2 separate regions of the Hordeum vulgare genome follow, and region 2 is linked to region 1. The links are chromatin contacts, called in public Hi-C maps. All regions are on one chromosome and are shown on one strand. Each heading gives the region's core, a stretch centred on a gene start, on an enhancer-like site or on the middle of the called end of the contact. The rest is flanking DNA. Distances are from core to core; before and after follow the strand shown. Region 1 holds the start of LOC123407867 (flavonoid 3'-monooxygenase CYP75B137-like). Region 2 holds the start of LOC123408507 (ER lumen protein-retaining receptor erd-2.2-like).

Region 1 (7,332 bases), core at 2,303-4,802:
CGAGGACAGTGATCACGAAGGAGTGTTTGTTAGGAGAAAGACTAAGTTCCCAAGGTATAACCCTAAGGTAGATATTCCATTATTCTGCTTAGGAATGGTTTTCAGGAGTAAGGAGCAGATGAGAAAGGCACTAATAAAATATGGACTTCTGACATTTAGAAATATAAACTTCATGAAGTCAGAAGAAGGAAGGATCAGGGCTAAGTGTGGATGGCCTGGATGTCCCTGGACTATATATGGTGCTTATAGTAGTAGGTGTTCTCGATTTCAGGTGATCACATATGAAGATCAACATGAGTGTGCACCTAACAGAGACAATCACCTTGTCACGGCAAAAGTTATTGCTAGGAGATATGAGCACATCTTAAGAGCCAATCCCACATGGAAAATTGATAGCATTAAAGCCACTGTTCTGAAAGATTTCTTTGCTGATGTTTCAACATCAAAGTGCAAGGCTGCTAAAAAGATAGTGTCAGAGAAGCTACTTGCTGGACTGAAAGATGAGTACACCAAGGTGTTTGATTACCAGCTTGAACTACTTAGGAGCAATCCCGGGAGCACAATCCTTGTTGGCTTGAACCCTGAGTACATGGATCAAAATATTTTCCAAAGCTTCTATGTATGCTTCAGTGCTATGAAAAGGGGTTTTAAAGCTTGCAGAAGAGTTATTGGGCTTGATGGATGCTTTTTCAAAGGAGCATGTCAAGGTGAGCTTCTATGTGCTATTGGTAGAGATGCTAATAATCAAATGTATCCGGTAGCTTGGGCAGTAGTGGAGAAAGAAACTAGTGAATCTTGGGCGTGGTTTGTTGGCCTTTTGATAAAGGACTTGGATATTAATGACCAAGGTGAAGGATGGGTGTTCATATCAGATCAACAAAAGGTATGTTCTTCATATGGGTGTTCATTTTGGCATTTTGTTAATTATTTACTTATTAGTGATACCTTGTTAATTACTAGGTTGGTTAGGTTCACCCGCCTTGCCGTCGCGTGTCCTATCTACATTTGTCTTATGTATCTATTGTAATTAATATTTTGCAACTTCTATGTAGGGCCTTATCAGTGCAATGCAAGACTATCTACCAAAGGCACAACATAGAATGTGTGCTAGACACATCTATGCTAATTGGAAAAAAAAGTTTAGAGAGCATTCTCTACAAAAGAAATTTTGGGCAATTGCCAAGGCTGCAAACAGAGAAGATTTCATGTATAGGAAGGCCAAGTTAGCTCAAGATACACCTGAAGGTGCAAGGGACATAATGAGGACAGAGCCTAAGCATTGGGCAAGAGCATTTTTTCCTATCGGGTCCCTTTGTGACTCGGTGGATAACAATCTATGTGAGTCCTTCAACAATGCTATAGTTGAGGCTAGATTCTATCCTATCATCTCTATGCTAGAGAAGATTAGACACAAGATGACACTTAGAGTCCAAGAAAATAGGAGCAAAAGTGAAAAGTGGACATCTAGTGATATATGCCCAAACATTTTCAAGAAGCTTAAAGTGGCCATCAAAATGACTCAGTTTTGTGATGTGCTCTGGAATGGCAAGGAAGGTTTTGAGGTGAAACATGTTAGTGGCAGAGGGAGGAGCTATACAGTGAACTTGGACAAATGGACTTGCTCTTGTGGTTACTTTCAGCTCGCAGGGATGCCTTGTTGCCATGCCATCAGTGCCATATACAAGAGTGGAAGAAACATAGCTGACTTCATTCACAAATGCTATTCGGTTGAGCAATTTAAGAACATATATGAACACTGCTTGGAGCCAGTAGAAGGACAAGAGAGATGGCCTATCTCTGAAAAACCTAGACCACAAGCACCTGGGTATGTGAGTATGCCAGGTAGGCCTCGGAAGAATGACAGGAAGAGGGAAGAGGGAGAAGTACCAAAAGGAAAGAAAATGTCAAAGCATGGCACTAAAATTACTTGTAGAATGTGTGGCCACAAGGGGCACAACAAGGCGGGTTGCAACAATAATCCTGAAAAGGGGAGGAAGAAGAATGCATTCCTGAAGAAAACAGGGAGGAAAATGAAGTCATTTGAGGTAAATACAAGTTCACTCTCTTGTTTCAAATGGTTTTGCCTTTTTTTAATTACTTGTGCATTCACATGCTTATGTACTGTCATATTTTTTTTAACAGCAAGCAAACACTGATGCTCAAATCAGAGCAAGCCAGCAAGCTAAGAGCATAGAAGAAGTTCAAGCTCAAGCAGGAACAAATGGTCGGAAGAGGAAGGCTACAAAAAAACAGAACTGATATGATGGAGTAGTGATTTTCTGTTAGCATATTATTGAACTGCTATGTACTTTTGTTTTTGTCACTCTCGACTAGTGATTTTACAAGTTATGTCACTCTGGTTATGTTCTTTTGCAGGTTATGTCACTCTGTTAGCATATTAATCAATTGCTTGTTAATTTGGCTTATTCATACTGTGTTTTTGTAAGCTGAAATGTCATGTATGCTGTTGAGAACATGTTCATATATTTTCACAAATTTACTAACTGTTTATGTGATATCTTATGAGTAACATATCACATAAATAGCACTTCCTGTTGCTTTCTCAAGTTGGACACTGCTTTTCTCTCCAAACTATCACATCTTGCACTGATTGCTTTAATCTCTGCATTCTTCTCCAGAACTAGTTGTCTCAGTGCATCCTCTGTTCCAATTGTCTGCCCTGTTCCATTCATGGTTGCCAGCCATCATCTCCTGCAACTTCAAACCTCCTGATTGCATCCTTGAGATAGAGCAGTAGTTGTACCATTAGAAATAGAAAGAAGGAGAAGGAGGAATTTGTACAGATGATTTGAAGCTTACAATTTCATGGATGCTTCCACGTCTCCAGCACCTTCACCTAACTACGACGCACGCGCGGAAGGGGTGGGGGAGGAAGACATCACGGCCGTCGCCGCCGCCGCTGCCGTCGTCGTCATCGCCGGCCGACGGACCAGTCCTAATATGGTTCCCCTACTGAAGCTCTGTTCTTTCCACCGTTGCAACTTACAGTACGTAAATACCCAAAGAGGCCCACAGTCCGTCCATAATCCGTGCAGTTAACTCCTAATCCTGCCTTAAAAAAAATTCCTAATCCTAGCAACGTCAGCAATCCCAACGCCCCAAACCAGCTGTTAGCACTAATGGACTGGGATAAACCGGGATTAAGAAAGACAAGGTGACGATTTCAGGGATTCTCAATTCAGGGTTTGATTCAGACTTGGGGTACGAATTCAAGGTTTTTTTCAGACTTTTTCCTTTTATAAATAATTCTCTTTTTTTTCAAATCCAAAATCAGTAAAGATTAACGATTTTTTTTTCTATTATTTAGATAAAAAAATACTATTTTGTATCGGTTGAGTGTCTTTCTTGTTTTCAACTTCGAACATGATTATTTGTCTCCGGCCGGCAGCAGCCGGCCGCTGCCGGAGGGTGACAAGCGAGGCATCCCGCTCTTGCTGCTCCAGTCCACATCTGAAGATGCCAATCAAGTCGATCTCGATCGGAAGCACGCACTGCCCGCATCCCATAAATTAGTCGATATCAGCCGCACAGCCATTAATCGCTGCATTTGGCAGAGCAAATGATAAGGTTTGCGTGGATGTCAAAGGCGAGCGTTCCTCGCATTTTCCCTCCACGAGCTGGCAGCTCGTTGCCGGGACGAGACAAACGCGAGATCCCCATTCTTTGCTACTCCCGTCCACACGCCAACTCCTATTCGAGGTTGGCAAGGGGAAAACACCGCCTTGCCCATACACCCAGCCAGGATCCGCCACGCACCATCGCTGCCTGTTTCTCCTTGTCTCAGTCCCTAGCTACCACTACCGCAGCGTGCGCAGCCATGGACGCGGCCACCTCGACGACGCTGCTCTACGGGGCGCTGCTCGTGGCCGCCTTCCTCTACGTTGCCACCCTCCGGCGTGGCCGCGGCAGGGGCGAAGGCGGCCTGCCGCCGGGCCCGAGGGGCCTGCCGCTCTTGGGCAGCCTCCTGTCCCTCGACCCGGACCTGCACACCTACTTCGCCGGCCTCGCCAACAAGTACGGCCCCATCTTCTCCATCCGACTCGGCTCCAAGCTGGGAATTGTCATCACCTCCCCGGCGCTGGCCCGCGAGGTGCTGCGCGACAACGACCTCGTCTTCTCCAACCGGGACATCCCGGACGCCGCGCGCTCCATCTCCTACGGCGGCGGTCAGAACATCGTCTGGAACCCCGTCGGCCCCACCTGGCGCCTGCTCCGCCGCGTCTGCGTCCGCGAGATGCTCAGCCCCGCTGGCTTGCAGAATGTGCACGGCCTCCGCCGCCGCGAGTTCAGGGCCACGCTTGCGCACCTGCACTCCATGGCCAGCGCCGGCAAGCCGGTTGACGTCGGCGCGCAGATGTTCCTCACTACCATGAACGTCATCACTGGCACGCTGTGGGGCGGCAACATAGGGACCGAGAGCGAGCGGACGGCGGTGGGCAAGGAGTTCCGGGAGCTTGTTGCGGAGATCACAGAGATGCTAGGCGCGCCTAACGTGTCAGACTTCTTCCCTGCGCTGGCGCCGTTCGACCTGCAGGGAATCCGGAAGAAGTCGGACGCGCTCAAGGAGCGGTTCGACAACATCTTTGGCAGAATCATAGAGAAGAGGGTCGAGACCGACCAGGCCGGGGGCGACACGGCAGAAGACTTCCTCGAATACATGCTCAAGATGGAGAAGGAAGGTGGCGACGGGAAAACAGCCTTCACCATGACCAACGTGAAGGCCCTTCTCATGGTAACCAATCAGCCACTCGGTAGCTCCATTAATTAGCAGTCCCAAGTTCCGTACACCTACTCTCACGCTTAATTGTTTTTTTTTACGTGCATGTGTCCTGTGATGATGATAGGATATGGTGGTCGGGGGGACAGAGACGACGTCGAACACGGTGGAATGGGCCATGGCGGAGATGCTACAAAACCTGCGGATACTGCGGAAGGTGCAGGAGGAACTCGACGAGGTGGTTGGGATCGACGGCGTGGTGGAGGAATCGCATCTCCCGCAGCTGCACTATCTGCATCTGGTGGTCAAGGAGACGCTCCGGCTGCATCCGGCGCTGCCGCTCATGGTGCCGCACTGCCCCAACGAAGACACGACCGTCGGCGGCCACCGCGTCCCGGCGGGCAGCCGCGTGTTCGTGAACGCATGGGCGATCATGAGGGACCCCGCGGCATGGAAGGATCCGGCGAAGTTCATCCCGGAGAGGTTCGCTTCTCAGGCCAGCGATGGCGACGGCGGGCGGAAGGTGGACTTCACCGGCAGCGAGCTGGACTACGTGCCGTTCGGGTCCGGCAGGAGGATCTGCGCGGGCATCGCCATGGCCGAGAGGATGACGGCATACTCGCTGGCCATGCTGCTGCAGGCCTTCGACTGGGAGCTGCCGGAGGGAACGGCGCTGGACCTGACGGAGAAGTTCGGCATCGTCATGAAGAAGGCCACGCCGCTGGTCGCCGTTCCCACGCCGAGGCTTTCCAGACCCGAGCTCTATTCCACATAGATAGCTGGTCCTACTCCATGACCATGAGTCCGTGCTCGATTCCGTTAATGGAGTCGGTGCTCTATGTCATAATGGCACCATGCAACACATTTCCCCTCTCGTGCTGTTGGTGCTCCAAACAAAAGTTTGCTTTTCTACAGTTGCAATTGTGTGTTTCTTAGTCAGGTTGTAATGAATAATATCATATGTTAATATCAAAAGAATAGTTTATTTATTGTCATGCATGACACATAGTAGCACATGGTTTAAGATGATATAATACTATAATATGATACTCAATTCTCTTTCCCTTCATTTAATTCTATGGCAACACCATCCTCCAACCCCAGCCAACGGGGATCAAGAGGCCGGTACCCTCCCGAGCAGCTGGTCGGGCCGCAACCACTCGACCAGGGGGCGCTTCTGGATACTGGCCGATGCCGGCGACGAGGAGGATGACGGGGAGGAGGCCACAACAGTGGATTCGCCGGAGGTGGCTTCACCGACGCCATCGGACGACATTTGCGTTAAGTGCATAGCCAGCTGCGTCAAGACTAAGGTCTCGAAGAAGGATCTGGTGTGGCAAAGATTGACGGCGGCGAACAAGCTGGAGATGGCACGGCGGCGGAGGACGGCGGCGCTGGCGATCCGACCGTGGCATGGACCAATTCCGAAGGTGCGACTGCAAAAATTAACCATTGCTGATTGCATACATCCATCCGCGTGGCATACTGCACGAAAGAAGAAAAAAAGTGCCCGCCGGAGGCGGCCTCACCGGCGCCGGCGATCCCAATCTCGGAGATCAGATCACAACGTTTGAATTTCTTGCTGGGCCTAGTTGGGCCGCAGCCATTTGAGACAGTCGTGGGCCTCGCAGATGATGGGTATGTGGCCCATCATGAGGCCCAAGCTGGGCTCGGGTCGTTTCCTTGTATCGATGCCGAATCTGCACTGCAGTCGGTTCACGCAGGGTCGGCTCCTTCACCGCCTAGGGCTAGCCGCCGGAGGAACGTGCCGGGCTTTCCTCGACTAGGTCCGGGCAGAGCAGCCCGAGTTCGTGCACCGTAGGTGGTGGCGCCGGCCATGGTGGGAAGAGGCAACGCGCAACCACCTCCCAAGGCGCCGGCAGGACCAGGCGCGTACGGGGGACTCGGGCGCGACGATGCTCTTCACGCAGCTCGAGATCGCGGGAACTATGGCGGGGGCCGTGAGCATCCGCAGAACGATGGCAGAAGCTTTTGAGGCGACCGTTGGGGTGATGATGGGTACAGTGCGTATGGCAACGAAGTGCACCGAGGCTCCTCTTCGACATGCGGTGATTGCGGAGATGGCGGCAACTGGGTTTCAATGGACTCCCAGGTCCGTTCGTCGAAGGAGCGTCCGATCCGGTCAACCAAAACCGGTCGGCATACTGCCCTAACTACTGGGGGCTGGGTGGTGGACGACGACCACGAGGCCCTATCCCACCGACAGTCGATCCTCCGGCACAGACTACACAAGGGGCGGGCTATAAAGCGCCGGTGACAAAGACTGCGGAGGCCGCAGACAATGGAGCTGTATCGAGTGCCACCCTAGAAACGGTACGTGCTCTCGCGGTGGTCGATGTGCCCAGCGTCCCGGCGGGTGCTACTAGAGATGCCACTTCGGATAAAGCCAGTGATAAGTCCAAGGGTGATAGAGCTTCCAAGTGGGCTCAGAAAAAGGAAAAGATGACATGTTACGATTGCGGCGGACCGGGACATTTTTTGGCAGAATGCGCGATTGAGCTTTGTGACATATGTCGTAAGCCCAAGCATGAGACAGGAGAGTGTCCCTTGCTACAAAAGCCAAAACCGTTGGT
Region 2 (7,332 bases), core at 2,191-4,690, 320 kb before region 1:
TGCGACATGGATTTAGTCTACCATATTTTCAAACCCAATGGATAAGCATGCTATTATTCCATTCATTAAAAGTAACATTTTTCTTAAAAAATGATGCAGCTAAATGTGCAGATACTGAGAAGATACCGATACCATCCAACATGCAACTAGATAGAATTATGATTTCCTGGGATATGTTAAATCAGGCATGAACATGGGCGATCATGATAGCAACAAATGGAAATTTACCTCGATTAAAAACATTTGATTATGTGAATTTCTACTTAATGGCGTAAACAGTAAACGGCAACAAGAGGTGCCATTTTATTTTAAGGCGTAGTAAAACTATGTTTTCACTGTTATGCTTTGTTCACCTAAAGTATCTGGACTTTGGACCACTCTTTTCAAATATTTATGTAAATGGTCAGAAAGCAGTTTGTATTGGCGCTTTGGTGCCAACAGAGACACTAAAATTGTACATTTTCAAGAAGAAAAAGATAGGGTAAAGAACCTGAAGGACCCAGTGTGCACAGCTAAGGAACCTTGCCACACCCAATGCAAACACATAATGAGCTGTGAATGGTTCAACAATCTGCTCGAAAACATATCTTAAAAGTTAGATAAATTTGACCATTCAATTCTGCATCCAAGGGTCTATGCGTGCTTTAACAGTTACCTTTGTGTTTTGCATCAAGCGCAACTGGGGCAGCACTGAAACAGCTTCCAAGTAAACACAGAAAGCCCAGCAGATCCTATTGATCATGATATGTGATGTTGAAGGATGCGCAAGAAACGCCAGCACACAACATGGTATAACCTGGACAGTAAGTATAATAAGTTAGTACTGGCGGCAGTAAAAGGAAGTTCACAAGATAAACAGATTAACATGCAAAACTAGCTACCACAAGGGACAAAGATACAACTCTTTTAGAAAGTGATACTGACATCTTGTGGACCTAAAACATACAACCAGGAAATGGCCTTGGTAGTGAGAAAACTTAAGTCGAAGAGGTGACACAAGAAATGAGACCCCATAATCGACCAATGTCTAATGGACTAAATCCTCGCAGTTTTATAGTTTAAAAGTTGAATTCTTACCACGTAGAGCAATGAAAAATTGTCCTTGTCCAGCATATAAGTTGACCTCAGTCTGAACCGAATCATGTAAATGACAAAAAGAGTAGCTACTAGTGTAGCTGAATCCAGTATTGTATGGATGTCATACTCCATAACAAAGCTGCAGTACAACCTAACGGCCAGGAACAATGCTGTCAAATCCTGAGACTTGAGTGAAAGTCCTGCAAGAATTTAAGAAAGAGGGTTAGTTAGAGCATGTATATGGATTACAAAGCAATTAGCACGAACAAACTACACAAAAGGAAAAATAAGCAAATTTATCACACCGATATGGCAGTTAGTGTGTTTTATTACAGCAGATCAGTCATCTGTATGCACTTCACTATCAGTACAGACCCGGTTTCTCGTTAATGAAAACCTGGTACATAGATTCCATTATCTAAGAAACTTTATTACTCCCTCCGATCCGAATTAAATGACGCAACCTCTATATAATATAAAATGAACATTATATAGAGGCTGCGTCAATTAATTCGGATCGGAGGGAGTACCAGAGATATGTGAGAAGGCAGATTCTGTGACCATACAAATTATCCATGTGCATAGTTGTATACAAAATTTTCAGAGCTTGAGCATAGAAATTTTCCTTGTATCTTGTATCAGGTGATGAAACATAAACCTGGTCATAACATTCAAACAGCTAAAAGACAGGCAGCAACATGAGCAGCAGACACACTAAGAAAAAGAGAAATCATTCAGTGACATGCAGCAAAAAAGAGGAGTCGATCATGTCTCTTAATATAATGCCACAGTTACCTAAACTACCGCAGCAAACATAAGAGTAGATCAACTAAAATTTCCTAGCCCGCTGTCTGGAAGAAGTTAGACGATGCTGCTTTGGCTTCCATTTCTAGCTCTGCTAGAGCTGCTTCATTTCGCAAAGAAAACATGCATCTTAAACAGACGAAGAACAAAGGAGCTCACTTTCCGCAAAGAAAAACATGCATCTTAATCAGTCGAAGAACCAAAGGGGCACACCTATGTTCCTAATAAGGATCCGAAAGACAAATTACAAGAATGGAATGATGCTGATGTGTATGAAGAGCATGTTTGTTGGTTCTTTTTCTCATGCAAATAGTGCCTGAGTTTGCACTATCCACGTCACCAAAACAGCATCTAGGGACAAAGTCATTCCAACAAATAAAGCAGGAAAGTTTCTTACGAACAGCAACATGAGAGGGACAGGTGTTCCAGTAGGGACTGAAGCTCCAAGAGATGAAATGGTCCAAACAAACACTTTATGCACTACCACATACACCATAGCGATCAGAACAATCTGCTAGAATGTTATGGAACCACATTCATAGAACGGGCATACAGCATGAATTTCCTGCATTTCGCACCAAGACCTCTATAGTACACAGATGCAGTTAAGAGACACGGGAACGGGCCAGGGCAGTTAGATGGAACAGGCACATTCTTTTTGCACTTTGCACACATCCAGCGAAATGGCTACACCAGAATTTCAGACTTCCTCAAATCAGTATGTACGTAGCATTAGTATTGCACTGCCTTGCAATGCACCACGCAGCGCAAGTCGTAGACAGTGTCCAAGAAACAGTTACTTCTCATAGTAGTACGTGATAGCAAAACCGTGGATTCATAATTTCATCGGCCTGACCCCCACAAAAGCACAGAAGTACTGCCTAGGTCCGTCGACAAATCAGGTTCATGATTCCAAAAGGAAAGAAAAAAAAAATCCATGTGTTTTCAGCACAAAGGTGACCCGTAAAGGAAGGAAAAGGGCAATAGCTTTGAAGAAATCAGATCAGACCGCGGTGAAGTGAGGCTAGCTGGACGGATCGAAAGGATAGCTTTGGAGAAAGGGGGGCAACAGAAGAGAAGAGAAGGAAGGGGGGGGCAGCGAGCGAACCAGCGCAGGTCTTCTCCTTGGTGAGCTTGTAGATGAGCACGGCGATGCCGAGCGCGTGCGCTGCCTCGGCGGCGACGAAGAGGTTGTCGTGGTCGTGGACGATGAAGCGGATGAAGACGAGCGCGGTCATGCCCGCGACGACGGCGAGGAAGGCCTTGACCTTGGGCGGCTGCCTCCGCACCCAGCTCAGCACCACCGCCATCGGCTTCCGCGACGCCCTCATCTCCTCCTCCCCGCTGCTCTAGACTAGTACCGGCGGCGAGCGAGCACGATCGGAGTCGGAGAAGGGCTTGTTTGCAGCGCGTGCGGTCTGGTCTGGTCCGGTCCGGCCTTCGGTTTTGCAGGAGAGGGGGATGGACGGGTGTGGCGTGGTACGGGTACTGTGGTGGTGGTCGAGTAAAGGTCCGGACGGGTCGGGCTGGGTTTGGTGCAGCTGCAACCGTTTCGTGTCGTCGCCTCGGGAGGGAGATCAGGCACGTACTGCTCCTATATGGAAACGTAGGATAAATGCGATGCTTATCTTTGCTCTGATGAGTCACCGGTTCTTAGCAGATTTTGGCGTTATTATACACCACTAATAACGTGCCTCCAATCCAATTAATGGATAGAATTAGATGGATTTAGGCAATCAATCAGTATTTGCATTTCAGGATATGGTTCCTAAGTTTGGTTCGCGTAGGTGGGGGGTTCGGCCTGGCGAGTGGGTCGATCGACGGGAGTAGGCCGGGTTAAGCCATCTGACCGATCTACCTGGACCGATCGGGCGGCTGGGCGGCTGAGCTGAACGATCTGGTGTTTGACCTGAGCGTGTTGGATAGAATTTTCCATTGTTAATGCGCCTCCCTCGAGGACCTTAGCTGGGTGGGGAGCGACGACGGCGACTCGCACGGAGGCCTCGAGAGGACCTCGTGGAGTGGAGTGCGGAGCACTGCGAGACGGCGACTTCCACCAATGGATGAGCTCCAACGCCATGTCATCCGGGCCCGGTTCTTCTCCACCTTGCCGTGGCAGCTCGACTTGCGTGGTTCGACCCATCCATGTTCATGTTCAGTTGTGCTACATAGCCGTGCCGGATGGGTCGGTTGGTGTAAAGCTCCGTGGCGTGAACCAAACCACCTGCCTGCCGTCCCGTGCCTGCCCTGCGTGGGAGGAAGGGGGGAAGTCGCGTCGGCCGTGCCATGCCGAGCGGCTCGCTGTAGACAGTACTCCCGCAGTCCAAGCTTTTTCATACGACACTAATATCGTGTTAAAAAGGTTTTTTTTTATCTACTACCACTAAAAAAAAGAACAGAAGACATGATGGTGTTATAGTCCCAGGGTAGGGTCATAGGCCTGTCCTATAGGTCCTAGGCCCCTAGACAGTTCCGACTGAACCAAGGACGTCTCCATCATCCAGTCGGCGACGAGCACTCGGAGCATATTTAACGTACCGACTGGAATCCATTCTGTACATTGTAACCTCCTAGGAGGGCAACGGTCATACGTTTTCATACACCATTATTAACATTTAAGGCTTACGTTACCTGTAACATAGGCATTTATTCGCCACTATTACATCCCTGTTCACCGGGCCATTATGAAGGGCAGCGCACTCTATATAAGTTGTCCTTCCCCACTGGTGCAGGGGTTGGCACTTGTTGTAACCCTATAATCCACTCGACACTAAGCTCCCAAGAGCACTGAGACGTAGGGCTTTTACCTCCACCGTAGAGGGGCCTGAACTCATACATCCTCGCCGTAGCTAAGGCTCTGCCCATCCTTTCGTATCCTACACTTCTACTGCTAGACTTATACCCACGACAGTTGGCGCCCACCGTGGGGCACGCGTCTAAGCGACTTCCGGCGAGTTTGCGATTTTATCTTTTCATCATGTCGTCCGGCGGAGATTTGTGCATGGGTCATGAGATCCTCTTCGGCGCACTCTCCTTCATCGTCGACGATTCGACATGGCTTCGGGATGCGCCCCTCGACGTCGAGGCGCTCCTGTAATGCCCCAAGTGTGGAACCTTCCCTATTTGGAACCTGTTGCATGTGGGTCCACCCTGTCAGAGATATGAGGATGTCACTTGTGTCTATGATTTCCTGTGCCACCCTGTGTCCCTTGCATATCTTCCTTGCATGCATGCTTAGCATAACATAACATGTCATCTCCTTGATCTTGTGATTTCATGTGACTCTTATTTTCAGTTTTTCTTTGCATGCATGCATCCATGCCATATCATTATTTACCATACCTTGTTTCTATGTCATGATCATGTGGGCATATGTTCTTACTAGGAGTTAGTGTTTGTGGTGTTATGATTGCATGTGATCTTGCTAGGATTATGTTGTGGTATTGCACTATCTTGTGATGCATGTGTGTTGGTGGTGTGGGTAGGAGTGAGTGCTAGGATTTCAAAAGCTCTTAGCTATTTTAAATCCTTGTTCCTCCTATTATCTCATGTCAAAATTCCTCCTTCCCTTCCCTGGCCCAGTAGGTCTTCCTCCCGTGCTGGCCCAGTAGGTCTCCCTCCCAGCGCGAGGAGCCCAGGCAAGCAGCCCCCCTCCTTCCTGACGCCGTCTCCCCCCCCCCCGCGTGTGTTGTTTTCCGTCAGAACCAGAGAGAGAGAGAGGCGAGTTGACACCGTGAGCAGCAACGTCGAGGTCCCCCTTATATATGCGTTGGCGTCCGTGCCCTCTCCCCCTCGAATAGGGTTTCCTCCTGCCGCCGCCATCTCCTTCCTCCCCCTCCATCTCTTCCTTTCCTCCCCAGGTAGGCTTCCTGTAGGTAGCAGAGAGTTCAGAGAAGAGAGAGTTCGCCGGCGTCTACCCCGCGTGCGTCGTCGGGCGGCACGGCCGTCATGTCCAGGGGCTCGGGGTGGTTCCCCGCGACCCATTCTCGGCGCTAGGAGCCCCGGGGAGCGACCCTCCCGTCGAGCTCGTCCTCGTCAACGGAGCGAACCGGGCGAACTGCGTCCTCTTCTTCGGTCTACGGAGGAACTTCTTCGGCTCGTCTTCTTTCCCCGGTCTGGCTTCCTCTCCGTCAGATCGGCGCCCCCTCTTCCCCCAAAGGTGAGGCCGCGCCTCCCCCCTTCCTTCCTCCTCCGCAGATCGGCTCGGGTCCGCCGTGGTGCGTACTTTCTCTGTTCAATAGCAGCAGCATGGAAGGATGCAGTAGTAGCGGCTTGTTCTGCAAAGTGCAGAGTTCGTGGGTGTGCTGCGCAGAGGAGGGCTTCCTCCCCCTCGCGACAGCAGCGCCGTGGCCAGGGGACCTCCTCGTCGCCGGTAGCTGTGGCCTTCCTGTCGCCTCGTTCTCGGTAGAAGCAGTGCAGCAGCGTAGATTTTGTGCGGGTTCTCCTTCTGTTTAGGGCGCCATGCGGGCGTTCACTAGCAGCAGCGGGGGTCCCTTCCAGCGTAGATAGGTGTTCTTCAGGTGCAGGCTCTTCCCCTCGGCGGTTCGCAGCGTCGTGAGCAAGAGGTCGTCGCCGGTAGCGCAGCGCGGCAACGCCGGCAAGGGTAGCACGTCAGTTTCTCTGTCGCTGGCGTTCTCAGTAGACAGAGGGCGATTTCAGATAGCATATCTGTTCGAGTTTCCCCCTCTGTCAGTAATCACATCGTAGCCCAGTGGTTGTTCCATGTGTGCGCCTGATGAGAGGTTGTGGGTTCGATTCCCCCCCTCGGCGCTGTGTATTTTTTGTCAGATTTTTCCTGTTATTCCTGTGCAAGAGCAGCAGGGACATGTTTCCCTGTTCTCTTCCCCCTTTCTGTCGACATAGTGGTGCTGGTGCAGTGGCTAGGTGGTGCCTTGTGTACCAAGGGGTACTGGGTTCGATTCCCAGGACCCCTGATATTTGTTTTTGCTATCTCTTTTGCTGCCTTTTAATTGTTCTTCCTCTTCCTTGTGCTTGGGCAGCAAGATGGCATTAAAATCCTTTTCCCTGCTAGTGTAGTTAGGAGCAGATCCCTTTGTGTGTGTGTTGCACACTTGCAAGATGATAGATGTTGTATTGCTAGCATTGTGAACCTTTGTGGATTGCATCTTGTGGTGTGAAGTTACACTTGGTAGAGGTGTGTGCATGTGATGTGTTTTTCTTGTGAGTGATGTTCTTAAGGGATGATAGAAGCACTAGCTATTCATGTTTGGTCACATCTTTTGAGCTTAAGTGGGTCTAAGTTGATCTTGTAGTTTCTTTTGCTAGCATGGATTTAGTGGGGTGGATGCCTCCCCCTCACCACATGGGCTTGAGGTGATGAGTTGCACTAGGTAGCTATCTTGTTAACATGTGTAGGTGTGGATTCCTAGTTAAGCTAGGGTAGATTGTTGTGGGGGTTGCATTTTGAGGATGACATGATTCCTAGGAAGA

Evidence for each region. Hi-C and Micro-C count contacts between places; a contact is called where the count stands out from the background.
Region 2: a contact with region 1 is called in a Hi-C map of seedling, with 3 times the contacts expected there. The contact joins the promoter of LOC123408507 here to the promoter of LOC123407867 in region 1. A contact is called at or near these places in 1 of 6 Hi-C or Micro-C datasets (seedling) and 1 of 1 datasets of contacts at active chromatin or transcription factors (embryo).

The regions. Positions count from the first base shown.
Region 1 is chr7H:235,487,287-235,494,618 of MorexV3_pseudomolecules_assembly, reverse strand. It overlaps LOC123407867 (flavonoid 3'-monooxygenase CYP75B137-like), which reads left to right and starts at 3,552. Exons shown (of 2, transcript XM_045101103.1): 1 at 3,552-4,753; 2 at 4,866-5,727. The coding sequence starts at 3,581. The coding sequence ends at 5,513.
Region 2 is chr7H:235,803,970-235,811,301 of MorexV3_pseudomolecules_assembly, reverse strand. LOC123408507 (ER lumen protein-retaining receptor erd-2.2-like) reads right to left here and starts at 3,440. Exons shown (of 6, transcript XM_045101599.1): 1 at 2,990-3,440; 2 at 1,078-1,277; 3 at 656-796; 4 at 491-571. The coding sequence starts at 3,212.